Linked DNA regions of Mus musculus: region 2 is linked to region 1. Evidence: chromatin contacts called from public Hi-C data. All regions are on one chromosome and are shown on one strand. Each heading gives the region's core, a stretch centred on a gene start, on an enhancer-like site or on the middle of the called end of the contact. The rest is flanking DNA. Distances are from core to core; before and after follow the strand shown. Region 1 overlaps Inpp5d (inositol polyphosphate-5-phosphatase D). Region 2 holds the start of Sag (S-antigen, retina and pineal gland (arrestin)).

The links. A called contact is a pair of places that touch in the nucleus more often than the background predicts.
Region 2: a contact with region 1 is called in a Hi-C map of rod photoreceptor, with 3 times the contacts expected there. The contact joins the promoter of Sag here to the enhancer-like site in region 1. A contact is called at or near these places in 4 of 39 promoter capture datasets (the HPC-7 cell line, embryonic stem cells, liver and 1 more), 3 of 484 Hi-C or Micro-C datasets (the G1E-ER4 cell line and rod photoreceptor), 1 of 115 datasets of contacts at active chromatin or transcription factors (embryonic stem cells) and 3 of 9 other capture datasets (adipose tissue, liver and pancreatic islet).

What each region holds. Positions count from the first base shown.
Region 1 is chr1:87,707,117-87,714,966 of GRCm38.p6, forward strand. Inpp5d (inositol polyphosphate-5-phosphatase D) reads left to right here. Exons shown (of 27, transcript NM_010566.3): 20 at 980-1,093; 21 at 2,502-2,584; 22 at 3,949-4,036; 23 at 4,915-5,064; 24 at 6,077-6,173. All of the region lies in intron 3 of Gm33470 (a long non-coding RNA gene), which reads right to left. Among named protein-coding and RNA genes, the nearest start is that of Gm33470, 14 kb to the right of the region's middle. Within about 2 kb of position 2,970, at least 37 of the 459 cell types and tissues checked have an H3K27ac peak or open chromatin away from gene starts, as enhancers often do. A contact at or near this core is called in rod photoreceptor, where this site is marked.
Region 2 is chr1:87,799,097-87,806,946 of GRCm38.p6, forward strand. Sag (S-antigen, retina and pineal gland (arrestin)) reads left to right here and starts at 4,584. Exons shown (of 16, transcript NM_009118.2): 1 at 4,584-4,916; 2 at 6,177-6,281. The coding sequence starts at 6,216.

The sequences.
Region 1 (7,850 bases), core at 1,720-4,219:
CTTAAAACCAGTTCAAGATCAGTGTGGTGGTACACTTAGGTGGTGGTTCTAGCCCTTAGGAGGCAGAGGCAGCAGGCTCAGAAATTCAGTTTGAGTCTGACTAAACTACATAGAGTTTGAGGCCAGTTTGGGATACATATAACACCCTGTCCTACAAAACAAAAACAATGATAAAAAACAGATGCTGTGTAAATAAAATAAATGTCATGTAAATTAGCATAGTTATAACCATGATAGCTGAAGGCCAGTAAGTCCCAGATTCCAGAGTAGAGACTGGTTATAACTGTGTCTGAGGAAGTAAGAGCAGGTCTCCCTAGCTGTGGACTCAAAACAGCAGATTTGGGTGTTGAGCCTCTAACTCTCTGCCAGAACTTGTGGGGAAATTTGGTTGTATTAGTGCATGCCTTTAACCCTAGCAGTGGAGCTTAAGAACTTGATGCAGGAAGATCCCAAGTTTGAGGCCAGCCTTGGCTACATAGTGAATTCTAGACACACCTGTTCTATATAGCAAAAAGGAGAGAGGGACAGAGGGAGAAGGAGGAAGTAGGAAGGGAAAGACAGACAGACAACAGAGACAAAGAGACAGACGGGTGGGGGGAGGGAGGAAGAGAATTAATTAGTTGGGAGACTAGAGTGAGGTTGAGAGGTTGCCCGAGGCCACACAGATTATTGTCAAAGCTGGGATTGTAGCCATATCTTGGGTCCTTGCTGTCTTTATTCTTCCTGACCTGCACCCTACATGAACAGCTTGTGACAGACCAGAGAATCTGTGGCCATCAACAGAGATGCTGAGCTTGGGTCAGGAAGCTTTCCTTTAAGACAAATCTCTCCTTCCAACCTGGACATTTCCCATCTGTGGGCCCTCAGAGGGAGCCTGGCAGAGTGGGTGCACAGAGAGGAAAACCCCAGAAAGAAGCTGGAACCTCCATCTTCAGTTCAGGTACAGTATACAAATAAATCCTAGTCTCCCATGCTCCAGGTCCTGGCACTGTAGATAGCCAAGGGCAGATCGAGTTTCTTGCATGCTACGCCACACTGAAGACCAAGTCCCAGACTAAGTTCTACTTGGAGTTCCACTCAAGCTGCTTAGAGAGTAAGTGCCTTGTGAACTACCCTTTGGGGAGGTTCTTTCACATAACTACCTTTCCATTGATAACTGGTTGATCCCTCACCCAGTTCATTCGTTTTCTCTCTCTCTCTCTCTCTCTCTCTCTCTCTCTCTCTCTCTCTCTCTCTCTCTCTCTCTCTCATAAGAATCCATGGATGGACCCCTCAGTGGGTTCAGCAAAGGTGGGGTACCTATGGGGCTACCCAGTGGCTATGTGGCCCTTTCCCCACCCCTGTGGTTTGTTCTTCTACTGCCTCAGCCCTAGAGATAGAGGCAGCCACTGGTGTCCATGTCCCTGTCCCCTAGGTCCCCCCTGTCCCTGACTTGTCCATCAACATTCTCTAGGCAGAATCCATTTGAGTTTCCACCAAGCTGGGTTTGAGTTTCCATTAAGCTGGGTTTGAGTTTCCACCAAGCTGGGTTCTTCTTGCTCAGTGAAAGCCCTGGGCAAAGCTCCAGAATGCTGAAGATCTAACAGGGCCTAAATAGCTGCTACTGCCTGCTTGCTGTTGCCCTGGCCCTCCCCTTGCCCTTTCCATATTGTGGCTCTTGTGTTGTGGGGCTCACTGTGACTGGGAGCAAGGTAAAGATAGACAGCCCATTTCAGGTGGCAACGTTGAGCACTCACCATGCTTATGAAAGATCCTTTCTATAGAACATCTCCAGACATACTGTCTGAGACTCCTATGCAAGAAAACTATATGCTTTCTAAGTCTTCCTGAGATGGTTCAAAGAGTGATGGGGAAGGATAGGAACCAACCTTGCAAACAGAGGCACAGACTGTCTGCTTGTAGAGCCCAGGAGAGCTACCAGCCTTCTACCCCCTCACACCTTTTTGCACCTTCCTTCAATGCATCCCGAACCTTCCTGGGATTATGCCACCTTCACCACAACATCCTGAAGCCCCAGCTCAGCAGCCAGGGTCAAAACAGTTCCAACTGGAATGAGGGGCTTTGTGCGGGTGTTTTTAATAAACTATCGAGACATTTGCATAGATTTCTATGGAAACAGCATATTAGGAGGCTTAAATTAGAATTTCAAAAGGCTGCTATCTTGAGTGTCGTGGGAAGTGGGACGAGCTGTCATGCTTCCCAGTCTTCCTGCCTGCGGTGTGATGACTTCTTTGTTGCCTGGGATGTTGCAAAGAGGAGTCAAAAAGGAGGGGGAAATCTCTTTGATTTTTCCTAAAAATAATTAGACTGTGTTGGCAAATGACCATCCTTCAAACAAAAACAGAATCCCCAGAAAGCCTGACTCCTAATTGGTTTGGAGGCCTCAGAGACATGAGAAGGGAAAGACAGTCCTCCGTGGTCGAGGAAGGCGACCCCTTGGAGACTTTTCTGCCTGGTTCTCACTCTGTGGTCTGCAAACCCAGCTTCTTCTTCTCTAACAGGTTTTGTCAAGAGTCAGGAAGGAGAGAATGAAGAGGGAAGTGAAGGAGAGCTGGTGGTACGGTTTGGAGAGACTCTTCCCAAGGTAATCCAGGAAGAAAATGTGCCTGGGGCAGAGGGCTGCAGCAGTGCAGGTTAGTACGCAGCACTGCAGGCTAGTGTGCAGCTACAGCAGTGCAGGCGAGTATTCAGCTGCAGCAGTGCAGGTGAGTATTCAGCTGCAGCAGTGCAGGCGAGTGTGCAGCTACAGCAGTGCAGGCGAGTGTGCAGCTGCAGTAGTGCAGGCTAGTGGGCAGCAGTGCAGGTTGGTGGACAGCTGCAGCAGTGCAAGTTGGTGTGCAGCAGTGCAGGTTAGTGGGCAGCTGCAACAGTGCAAGCGAATATGCAGCTGCAGCAGTGCAGGTTAGTGTGCAGCTGCAGCTCTGTAGGCTAGTGTACAGCTGTAGCTGGTCTGCCCAGAGTACAGCTACAGCAGGTTCATCCAGACTGTAGCCATCCCAGACCAAAGCCATAGAGACCAGCTTAGACACTGTAGTCAAGGGACTTAGGGTATGCTTTTCATCATGGATGGATGACCTCAATATTCCTAAGTGGTTTTCAGCCCTGCTGTGCCTACTCCCCTTTGGTTATTACCTACTTAGTGTTCGCAGCACTTGAGATTGAATCGAGGCTCCTGCAAGCACTAAGCAAGCACCCAACCATTGAGCTATGTCCCTGATTTCCCTGAACACTTTTTAGCAGCAGGAAGTTGAGGGCAGTGCTGACATCCAGGAGTCTGTCACTCACCAAGCCACATCTCTAGCAAACCACAGAATATTTCAAGCCCAACTGGAGGTTTGTGACACATTTACTCAGACAGGGAGCAGGCCTATGGTGTCTTCTCTAATGCAGCCATAGACCTTGGAGGGGTATGAGGAGAGGGATGGTACTGCAAGTCTCATTTCAGACCTGGCTGCTAGACCTTCCCTTGGCCTCTGGGATATGCAAAGAATGGAAGGAAGAATGGAGGCAATGGACCAGGGACCTGGAAGCTCAACTCAACCCAGTTTAGGAAATGGGGTGGGGCAGGGAAGAAAACTATCTCTCACTTGGCTGAGCAATGGGGTCCACCTGCTCTCTTGGGCATGAAGAGCCAAGACCTGAGTTTGCTTAAAAGAACATATTCAGTTCCGTTTTACTATGTATTTATTTATTTTATGAATGAGTGCTCTATCTGCATGTACATCTGCATGCCAGAAGAGGGTATTAGGTTCCATTACAGATGGTTGTGAGCCACCATGTGGTTGCTGGGAATTGAATGCAGGACCTCTGGAAGAGCAGCCAGTGCTCTTAACCACTAAGCCTCTCTCCAGCTCTCCTGATGCATGCAAACACCAAGACTGCTGACCCCCATTTACCTGTCCTGACCTGCCCTCACCTGTGGACTCTAATCTGGTGTCTCCTCTGCAGCTAAAGCCCATTATCTCTGACCCCGAGTACTTACTGGACCAGCATATCCTGATCAGCATTAAATCCTCTGACAGTGACGAGTCCTATGGTAAGCATCCCAGGCCAGGGACCTCACCGTACCTTAGCCTCAGCCTCTGAAGTGAGGGTGATGGTGGCTTAGCCTTTCAAGAAAGCCTGTCTGCCACCACCCATTGTGCCCTGATGCTGCCACTTCCTCTGTCCCAGAGGGACTTTTCCTAGTGGGTTACCATCCCTGCTCCTTGTCACTTCTGGGTGCCACAGCCAGTAACCTCCTGCTTAGCCTTGCTGAGTGAGCTGCAGGTACCATGTAATTTAATCTTAGCCTTAAGAGGCAGGTTCTGTTCCCCAGTGAGTAAATAGGTAAACTGAGGCTCATAGAGGTCAAGTGACTCCCCCCAGGTCACACAGATAGTCCTCAACTGAGCTGTGGCTTGAGCCTGAGTCTGCCTGTGCCACCGTGTCTCTCGTTAGTCCCTAGCCAGCTCCTCAGACCCAGGTGCAGAACATTAGCCCGTCCCTGCTGCCAGGTCAGCTTTCCAGTCTGTCTCCTTTTCCTTTCAGACTTTTCCTTGTATAGAGATTTTAGACTGACTTACACTCTTACCTGTTTATCTGATTTTGTTTATTTCTTGTACTGTTTCAAACCTTGGGAAGTAAGCTTTCCCTATAGCAACCAGATTAACATTTAATACCATTTCTTAGATGGATTTTTCTAGGATTTAATTTTTCCCTCAGCATTGATCTGTATAGAGTTCTTTTTCCTATGAGGCTTCAGACATTTGCCCCAGATTGCTAAGGCATCGATTGAAAGGGTTTGTTGGCAATCCCTGCCCGGCCACTTGCTTCAAGGAGCTGTCTCCCAGTGGTACAGCCATCTCTCTGAGCATGCTCTATATCCGTCTAATGCCAAGATGTTCCTATTGATGCTCTCTCTCCTTTCCCCAGGTGAAGGCTGCATTGCCCTTCGCTTGGAGACCACAGAGGCTCAGCATCCTATCTACACGCCTCTCACCCACCATGGGGAGATGACTGGCCACTTCAGGGGAGAGATTAAGCTGCAGACCTCCCAGGGCAAGATGAGGGAGAAGCTCTATGGTAGGTCAGCCAGCCTCCTCCTGGCTTTCCCAGAGGCCACTGCACTAAGGACATGTTCTTTCTCTCAGCAAAGCTATCAAGTATCTATGATCTGTGCCTTCAGAATATAGCGTGGTTAGAAAGTCTCTAGGGTAGCGTGGTGATCCTGGCACTCAGGAGGCTGAGGCGAGAAGATCGTGAGTTCAAGGCTAGTCTGGGTGACATACTGAGACGATGTCTTTAATGAGAAGAAAACAAGTCATCTCATTTATCTCTCACAACCGCCCTGTGAGTCAAGTATGGTTATCTCTACTTGGCAGATGGAGAAACTGGAGCTAGATGACTGGCTTAATGTTGCAAACTCAGGCTAAGCCAAGTTCATCCAGGGCCAAGCAGGAGCTGGTAGACATAGTGGTTGCTTGCCTGTCATGAAAATAGCAAGTGTAGGAACGCACAACATGGGGTGCAGGGGCTCCTTATGCCAGGGAGGGCTCTAAGGGCCACTGCTTCTGTGCATGTGACTCTCCTGTGCCCCATGAGAGATCTTTCTTTTCTCTAGCAGGACAGTGGGTTGAACAGATAGTGGGTCATTACCTAGCAACCACATTCCAGAAATAAAGCCCGGGGTTCCTTTAAACTGATTTATAGGGGTTCCCATAAACAGATAAGCTCTGCATGGGAAGTACTCTTATAGGGTAACCTAATAGCTGTTCTAAGTTTGTTCTAGTCTGACAAGAAATGTCTGTTTTATCCATGGCTAAGCTAACAAGGTATTTCTTGAAATAACAACTGGGTCATAAGTATCTGTTCATCTCCTTCTGGACCCATGGCAGGCATCATGGCAGGCATCATGGCAGGCAACAGTTGCCAAGCGTAAGGATTTTGAAGCCTGAAAATCTTGCTTGATATACCTCTCCCAGTAACCACTATTTACTGTCCAGCTTTGGCCTGCAAAGAGATACCACATTGCCATTTCTAACCCATGCCGTGGCTAGGATCTCACATGTTTTCTTTCCTAAATGTTCTCTTCCAGACTTTGTGAAGACAGAGCGGGATGAATCCAGTGGAATGAAATGCTTGAAGAACCTCACCAGCCATGACCCTATGAGGCAATGGGAGCCTTCTGGCAGGTAGACGAAGCTTGCTAAGACTTATTACAGCTAGCTGGGCTGTGTGAACCAGAGTCCAGGAGAGGGTAAAGTGGAGTTCAGGAAAGCCAAGGTCAGAGGAGAAGAAATGTTGTGGCCCAGGGGACCCACTCTCCTACCTCAGTTTCACATCCTGAGTTCAAATCCTCATCTCTGAAAGATCAAAGCCTTGGAGAACATTTCCATGTAGGAAGGGCTCAGCTCAACTATCCTTTAATGAACACCTGCTATATTCAGGAAGACACAGTGTAAATACAGTATAGTCCATGACCTACAGACTTAACACCAGCCAGTGGAAGGATGTGCAGTGCAGGAAGAAGGAGCTATAGATGACTGAACAATTCCAGGGCAAAAGATACTTCTCCTGCATTCAGGGAGGCCAGGAACATAAGTGGTCAAAAGTCACCACCCATGACTTCCTAGCTTCATTTCTGTTGCTGTGGCAAATGCCCTGATTAAAAGGTAGCATGGGGAGGGAAGGGATCATTTGACTTCCTCAAGCCCACATTACAGTCTAGTGTTGTGGAGAAGCCAGGGCAGGAACCTGAAGTATCACATCAACAGTCAAGAGCACAGAGAATAAACACATGCACCCTTGCTTGTTCTCAGTTAGTTTTCTTCACTCTTACACAGTTCAAGGCCCAGCCAAGGAAATGGTGCCACCCACAATGGACTGAGTCTTCCTACATTAATTAACAATGAAGACAAGTCCCTATAGACATGCCCACAAGCCAAACTTATCTAGTCAATTCTTCATAAAGACTCTCTTCCCTGGTGATCCTAGATTGTGTCAAGAGGGCATTTCAAACCAACCAACACAGAGGGGTGTAGCGGGGCATGCCTTTACTTCCAGAACTCAGGACGTAGACGGGCTGATCTTGTGAGTTCACGGCCAGCGTTGTCTACACAGTGAATTCCAGGACATTCAGAGCTACATAATGAGACCCTATCTCAAGAAACAAAATAAAACAAAACACAGAAAGACTAACCAACACAGTGACTAACAGGAAAGACGGATTGGAGAGTAACCTGGGCATTCCAGTCTATGTTGTTTCCTGATATCAGAAACACCCCTGTTTCCTGATGTGCTCGTGTTAGTCCTCCTGAGATGGAGCCCATTGTGGAACAAGGTTTGGTGTGTGACTACAAAGGTTGCCTCACCTGGCTCTGGACTGTCTCCTCCAGTTTTAACACAGCTGCCCTCCTTACCACCTCTAGCCTCACCCTCTGTGCCGCACACTCACCCTGCTGGTCTGATGCCTTCCGTGGGATGTGCAAACCAACATGTCCCACGTGACTCTCCCACAGCCCCAGGCCCACCAGGTTCTCATTCTGCTCTCCCCATGTGCTGACCTTGTCTTCAGTGAACCCCACAACAGGGCAGCCTCTATCCCTGACCACAGGGCCTTAGCATGGACCTTTGCCTCCACACAGAGCATCCTCCTCTCTTTTTCTCTCTTCTGTACTCCATATAAATTCAATCCGCAGACAGCCTTGAGTCAATCTTCTCCAGCCATGTTCTACCTGGTGGGTCTCCACTCTCCTACTTGTCTCAACTTGATCTCTTATTTCTCTTTGCCATATTATACACGTACCAGAATGAGTAAATGAATTGTTGTGCCCAAGAAATAAAGGTACTGAGAGGCTGAGAAGCTGAGG
Region 2 (7,850 bases), core at 3,334-5,833, 94 kb after region 1:
TGCCTTTAGTTGTTATCCTGTGTGTAGGTGATGTGTATGTGTGAGTGTGCACAGGTGACAGCTTGTGTGGGGAGGTCAGAGGACAGCTTGGTGCACTCGGCTCTCTCTGCTCACATTTCTATGTGGGTTCCAGGGACTGAACTCATGTCATTAGAATTTTGTGGCAAGTATCTACCACTGAACCCTATTGTTGGTCCTAGTGTTGGGGGTGCAGGGTTGGCGGGGTGGGGATGCCAGGGGAGGTTAATGTAGGCCAACCTGTGTAGGCCTAACTGGCTTTGAACTTGCAGAAATCCTCTGATTACAGGCATGCACCATCACACCTGTAATCATTATTTTTATATTTGAAGAAAAAATATTTTAGAGGTTTTTGGTTTGTTTTTTTTTTAATTTTGTGTATGTGAATGTTTTGCCTGAAAGTATGTATGTGTGTAACTGGTGCCTACAGAGGAGGAGGAGGAGCGGATCTCTTGGAACTGGAATTATAGATGGTTGTCAGCAACCTTGCAGGTTTTGGGACCCAAACCTGGCCCTCTGCAAGGCCCTCCAGTTCCTGTTTTTATATTTCAAATGGATAAGTTAGTCTCCTGGATTTATTTTTTTAAAGATTTATTTATTTTATGTATATGAGTACACTGTAGTTTTGAGTCTTCATGCGGTTGTTGGGAATTGAATTTAGGATCTCTGCTTGCTCTGGTCGGCCCTGCTCATTTTTAATTATAAATAAGTACACTGTAGCTATCTTCAGACACACCAGAAGAGGGCATCAGATCTCATTATAGGTGGTTGTGAGCCACCATGTGGTTGCTGGGATTTGAACTCAGGACCTTCAGAAGAGCAGTCGGTGCTCATACTCACTGAGTCATCTCTCCAGTCCGTCTCCTGGATTTATAATCCAGTTTTTGTTTCTTTTGTTTTTGAGACAGAGTCTCACTGTGTAGCTCTGGCTGGCCTGGAACTCACTATGTAGACCAGGCTACCTCCTGAGCACTGGAATTAAAAGTGTGTGTACTACCATGCCCAGCCTATAGCCTATTTTAATGCTTTATCTTTACTTTAGTTTTTAATTTTCTTTTTAAATTTTATTTTACATGTGTGACTGCTTTGTGTTCCTGCATGTGTATATGTGTACCATGTGTGCACATGGTGCTGGTGGGGGTCAGAAGAAAGTATCAGGTCCCCTGAGCTACAGGGGGTTGTGAGCCACCATGTGGATGCTGGGAATTAAGCCCAGGGCCTCTGCAAGAGCAGCCAGTGCTCTTAACTGCTGAGCCATCTCTCCAGCCCCTTATTTTGGTTTTTGGTACAGGGTCTCCTGCATGTACCAAAGCACTCATGTAGATAGAGATGGGAGCACAGCTTCCGGGAGTAGAGTCTCCCCTTCCATAATGGGAAGCAGGGGTTGAACTTGGGTCATTATTAGGTTTGCACAGCAAGCTCCTCTACCTGCTGAGGTCTTCCAGCCTCTATTCAGTAAATCTCATCTGAACCCTTTTCACATTTTTCCCAGTTTATCCAAAATAAACTGTGTTAATTTTGTGTTTATTCAGAACCCCACTTATCCGATTGAGCATCTCTTCTGGGGTCGCACATTACACAAGGATGTTGACTCCTTAGCACATCCTGTTTCTCGGCCAGAAGCAGGATCTAAAGACTTCCTGGATCCAAGCTAACCCTAGGCAATACCTCGAAGGCGGTTGGGACAGTGGTCCATATGTGTCACTTTCTACTAGAGGGACCTTGTCCCTGTATTACCTTATTCCTTGGTGGCTTAAGTAACAAATAAATAGTCCTAGAATTTGAAAATGTCAGTTTTACTATTATTCAGGTGTGATGATCAGGAGGCAACTGTACCAGAATGAGATTTGTCACTCATAGTTCCCCAGAAGAGGGGGCTTGCCGTGCCACACAGAACCACACTGGGAAACGCTAGGGTTTGCAGGGAGTGAGGGGAAACCATGGCAATGCTCTTTTTGCTGTTTCCATGGAAATGATAGGCAAGACAGACCATGGACAATCTGGGGAGTATGGGGGGGGGGTCTAGCTGTGATTATGGCAGACTAGGGCCTGGAGAATAACAGCCTTGATGAAAAGAGTTGGGGTCTGAGGGAAGCATGAGGTGTAAGCCTCTGCTACTAGCTCTCCAGAAGGGGAGGCAGGAGGATCATGGGTTTAAAGCCAGCCTGAGTTAGGTCAGAGACTCCAAAGGAGGAGAGCAATGGGGAATGTGGGCTTCGGGTCAGGAGCACTAGGATGCCAGGAGGAAGGTGATTGGGAATATAGGCTCTGGGCCGGGAGCACTGGGAAGCCAGGGTTTTTAATGTCTGTCTCTAGGAGAAGAGCAATCTCTGAAGGGCCCACAGTGTCCCAGCTGCAGAAACTAATCAGGTTTGATGGCACACACATATAATCCCAGTATGGGAAAGGGGTTTGGGGGGGATGCTAAAGCAGGAGAATTGCTACGAGCAGGTACAGGGTGGGGGACACACTAAACAAACCTAAAAAGCTAGGATAAATATAACTGCAGTTCATTGGATAACGTTTTCCTTTATCAGTCCTTTTACACTGAACTGGGATTTGTCCACTTAAAAAAAACCCTTTGGGGCTGGAGAGATGGCTCAGTGATCAGGAGCACTGGCTGCTCTTGTAGAGGATCTGGGTTTGATTTCCAGCACCCACATGGGGGTTCACAACTGTAACTCTGGTTCTAGGAGGTTCTGCGCCTCTGTAGGTACTACATATAAGTGGTACACAGACATGTTCTATGGCATACACATAAAATAAATATCTTTAAAAAGCCGACATTGTGGCTGGAGACGTGGCTTAGCGATTAGGAGCACTCACTATTCTTGGAAAGAACCTGGATTAGTTCTTAGCACCCACACAGAGGTCCACACACAACCATCTATCCCAGCTCCGGAGAGCTGGGCCCCCTTTCAGGCCTAGGCAAGCACCAGGCAAATTCATGATGCACATACATGCAGACAAAATGCTCATATACATAACCAATTTTAAAGTAAATCTTTTTAGAAAATGTTTTGCCAGGTGTGGTGTTGTACTTCTTTAATTCCAGCACCCAGGAGGCAGAAGCGAATGGACTCTGAGTAAAAGACCAGCCTGGTCTATGTAGGGAGTTCCAGGCTAGCCAGAGTGACATAGTGAGGCCTGACTCAAGAAAAAGAAAAGAAAAAGTTTTGACTCAAAGGCTAAGATGGAAGGATTTTGAGTTATAAGCTAACCAAAGGTATGTAAGCATGACTCTATCTCAAAGTAATGAATTCAAATAAGAAGTTTTCCCTTGGAAATTAAAAGCTTTGGCAATTTTAGGTAAAACTAAATAAAGGGGACACAGAAGAGAGCTTTTGGGGGACAGAGATTGAAATAGAATGAAGTACAGTGACAGATGTGTGGAAATACTATCATGAAATCCATCGCCATGGTAAACATGCTTCACTAAACCATCAGCTGTTACTGCTGCGGCCCAGAGACTTGACTTTCTAAGTGTGTGGGATCTCAAGTACTCTTGGTTTTATGGTTGGGAACGGAGAAGAAGAAGGAGGAAGAAGAGGAGCAGCAGCAGCAGCAACAGCAAAAGTGAAAACAAAACAACAACAACAACAACAACAACAAAAAACAGGTTTACTAAAAGCAAAGGAGAACAGCAGACCAAACGGTTGGTTGATGGGCAGAGTGGTGAGGAATAATAACCTGGCAGGCATTATTCAGACTGGATGGAAAGCCAGCAGATTTGGGGACAAATGCTAACACCCTCACTCCAGATATCACAATAAGCCTTTTGTTGCTACTGTTTTATTGCTAGAGTGATGCCCACTGTCAGTAGCTATAGCATCCCAATCATTCCGAGTGTGTTTGGGAGCGTGGCTTACTCCTCACTAAGTGAGGGCAACACAGAGTGGTGGATACTCTGCCTCACAGGCCCAGAGTCTAATAAGGAAACAGAACTGCTAGTAAGGATGAATGGCAATTGTGCCTCTGGCCTAGGCCTGTGCCTGGGGGGACTTCCCTGAGGCAATGACACTTGGTCAAACTTGGTAGAAGGTAGAAGGCTCACTTATGTTCCAAGATGTCTGTCTCCATGCAAGAGTGACAGGACCTCCCCCAGCAGGGGAATCATCAGGTCAGGGTTAAGAAAGTCTGTACTGGGTATAGAGAAGGGCCTGGGATGTAGAGATAGATGCCCATCGGGTGATGGAGTTATTACCGCCTGGGGAAGCCTAGCTGGCGTGTAGACCCATACTGAACGTGTAAAGACAAGGAAAGATACAGAGGGCCCAACAGAACTCTTGGTGTGTAGGGTGAAGGTAAGGGCCACGTGCAGCCCAGCCCTGGGCTGACCTTTCTCCTTGACCTTTTTCTTTATATAACACCCTAATGCTGCTGAGCTTAATCAGGCCTGTCAGTCGAACATACCCCTTCCTGATGATGGTGAAGAGCGAAAGGATAAGCCATCTATTTCCAGAACCTAAAGAGGTTTAGGATTAAAAAAAAAAAAAAAAAAACAAGAAACAAAAGCTTTCAATTAGCTATTCCTCTCTTTGCACCTTGCCCAGGCCAGCTGGATGGCTCGTGCATCTTTGGGACCCTCTGAGAAGATTGGAGCTCCCAGCTAATGCTAGAACTGCTGAAGTGGGCAATCTGCCATCTCGATAATCCAATCAGCTCCCTGCTCCTCAAATCTGATTTGGTTTTTAGACACTGAGACCTAACAGCTGGGCACAGATCCCTACAAATTCCCCCCCCGGGGCAGCCAGGGGCCTCACCCTTGCCCTGTGGGGTTATCTGATAGGATTGCACCAGGTCCCTCAGAGCGTGGGCTGGCTGCTCACTGTCGAAAAGCACAGGTACCCTCTCGTGACTTCTCTGGCCAGCTCAACTGGGTGGTGACAAATTACAAGGTAAGTGAGCAGCAAACCCAGGCATTCTCAGAAACCAGAGTGGACATGGGGTGGGAGTCTGGGGGTGGGACAACAAGGACAGACATGCGCTTCTGCATGTTTGCTGGGGTTCGCTACCTCTGACTGCCACAGGTTTTGCTTGGAAAGGAAACTTGGAGGGCATTTAGTCCCAAACCATGAGATGGCTTTGCCTATCTGCCAGTCTGAGAGGAAACAGATATGCTGAGTGGAAAGAAAGGCCTGCTTGGTGGAACTAGGGCTCTCATGTGCCTCTGACAGCTGCTTTTGGGGAGCAGTCATACGGCATATTTCAGGAATATTTTCTGTGTGCTTACCATAAGCCACAGAAAAGCCAGGTGTGGTGGTACACAGATGTGATCCCAGCACTAGGCAGGAGGATTGCCAGTTTGAGGCCAACCTGGGCTACATAATGAGACAGGAGGAGGAAGAGGAGGGAAAAAAATCTAGTTATGATAGAATTGTTTGATTTTGTTTGAGACAGAGTCTTACTGAATCACCCTGGCTGCCCTGGAACTCACTTTGTAGTCCAGGCTGGCCTCAAACTTTGCAATCCTAACTCTGCCCCTGGCACGACAGAATTTTAGATACAGCCTTACAAGTACATGACACCAACATTTAATCAAAAAAGACAAAACGCCATTAGGATCTACCTGGTGAAGTTTACTGAAATGCCTGAAGCTTACCAAGAAAGACAAAACATACCAAAATATACAATGGGCCCGGCATGGTGATACACACCTTTGATCCCAGCACTTGGGAGGTGGACTTAGGTAGATCTCTATGAGTTTGAGGCTAGTCTGGTCTGCACAGTGAGTTTCAAGCCAGCCATTTGAGACCCCATTTGGGTGGAGCGGGGAACTGGGGCTGGAGAAATGACTCAGCAGTTATAAGTGCTTGCTGTTCTCCCAAAAGACACGAGTTCAGTTCCCAGCACCCAGGTCAGGTTATAACTCCAGCTTCAAGAGATCCAACACCCTCTTCTGGTCTCTGCAGGCATCTGTACACATGTGGCGCGCACACACACACACACACACACACACACACACACACACATAAAAAAAAAAAACTAAGTATTTTTTAGCTGCACACTACAGTAAAGTACAACTGATCAGTGCTGGTTTGATCATGGATGGATACTGGAACATGTGGGAGGAAATGTCCAAAGGAGGAAGTCACAGGAGTGGGCTTTGTGTCCAGAGCATGGGTAACTTGATGTGTGGGATCATTGTACTTTCATAGCCTTCCAACCTCTGACGTACATCCCAAGGGACAGACAGCATGGCAGCCTGCGGGAAGACCAATAAATCCCACGTCATCTTCAAGAAGGTCTCTCGGGACAAGTCGGTAAGTGGCACAGAAGAGAGGCTTCTTGGAAATTATTGTAAGATTAGTAGGAAGCAGACATTTGTCGTATATAACCTGATCAACATCCATCTACCATGAGGCCTAGGGAAGGCTGGTGTCCATGGGATGGACAATCGGCGCGAGAGAACCAAGGAACAACAGTGGATCCTGCAGCCTACCATCTCAGTCCCATTGTCCCATCCCAACTTCATTATTCTTCCTTACTAAGTCGTGGGAATACAGCACTGGCCACACTAGCCTGCATAACTAGCACACTAAGGCTGGTGTATCTGTGCTATATCTAGCCGGGATACCTAATGGACGGTGATGGTGCAGATCCGTTTCATTCTTCAGGTTTTTCACATGTGCCCTCCTCTGCCCATTCCTCTATCAGCTGGAAATGTCATTTCCATCAAGCCTTTGGGTGCTTTGAGTTTATAGCTTCGGGGCCCTACATCTTCCATTCTCCAGCTCTTTCTCCCACTGTGTCTGTCCAGCCCTTATCTCCCCTTCCTACTTTGTGCTGACTTCTCTGATCCCCTACCATTCTCCCCTCCATCCCTCTGATCCTCCACCCCACCCCTTCCCTCTAATACCTAACAGGCACCCATTATCTATGGCCATGCCTCCTTGAAATGCACCTGGTCTTTAAACAGACATTATGTGAAACAAGAAATGTATTTCCTTCTTTCCTCCCTCCTTGCCTCTTTTTCTTCTCCTATGGTCCTGGGAAATTAAACTTAGGGCCTCATATATGCTAGGCTACCACCCCACCACTGATACATATGTGTGTGTGTGTGTATACACATATATGTATGTATGTATAGGTATATATATGTATCTGTTTATATATATATATATATATATATATATATATATATATATGTGTGTGTGTGTGTGTGTGTGTGTGTGTGTGTGTGTGTGTGTATATATATATATATATATATATATATATATATATATATATACCCATCTCTAATTTTACTTCTATTTTGAGTCAGAATCTCATGAAGTTTCCTAGGCTGGCCTTGAACTTGGACTCCTCCAGCTTTAGCCTCCTGAGAAACTCGGGTTCCAGGCATGTGCAGGCCCTACTTAAGTTTTTTTTTCCCCCTAGTGCAAGGGTCTGAGTGGAGGAGAATCCATCAATTCATGTTTTGTGTACTGGGAGTTTCCAATGGCAACCCTTGCGTGGCCTAGACATGGGTGCCTGGCCTCTGCAACTGTTTCTCTGCTGTTCTCTTCTCTGTGAGATCCTCAGGCTGGTAGTGAACAGCCCAGCTCATTTCAGTTTGTGGTTTGAGGATAATGGGGCCTGGTAGCAGGAAGTGATCTTTAGGCAGGAAGCAAACAAGATGAGTGCCCCTTATGGTCTCTTAAATGTCAGGAGACCTTATCTGGGAGCTCTCCAGGAGACTTTCCTCTTATCTTCACTGGTTGAGTCTGAAACCTAACTACACTATGCCGATCACAAGCCAAAGGAATTAGATGCTCAGAACTGGATCAGACCAATCAAGAAACATCCCTTGAGCTGGAAGTGGCAGCACAGATCTCTGATTCCAATACTCA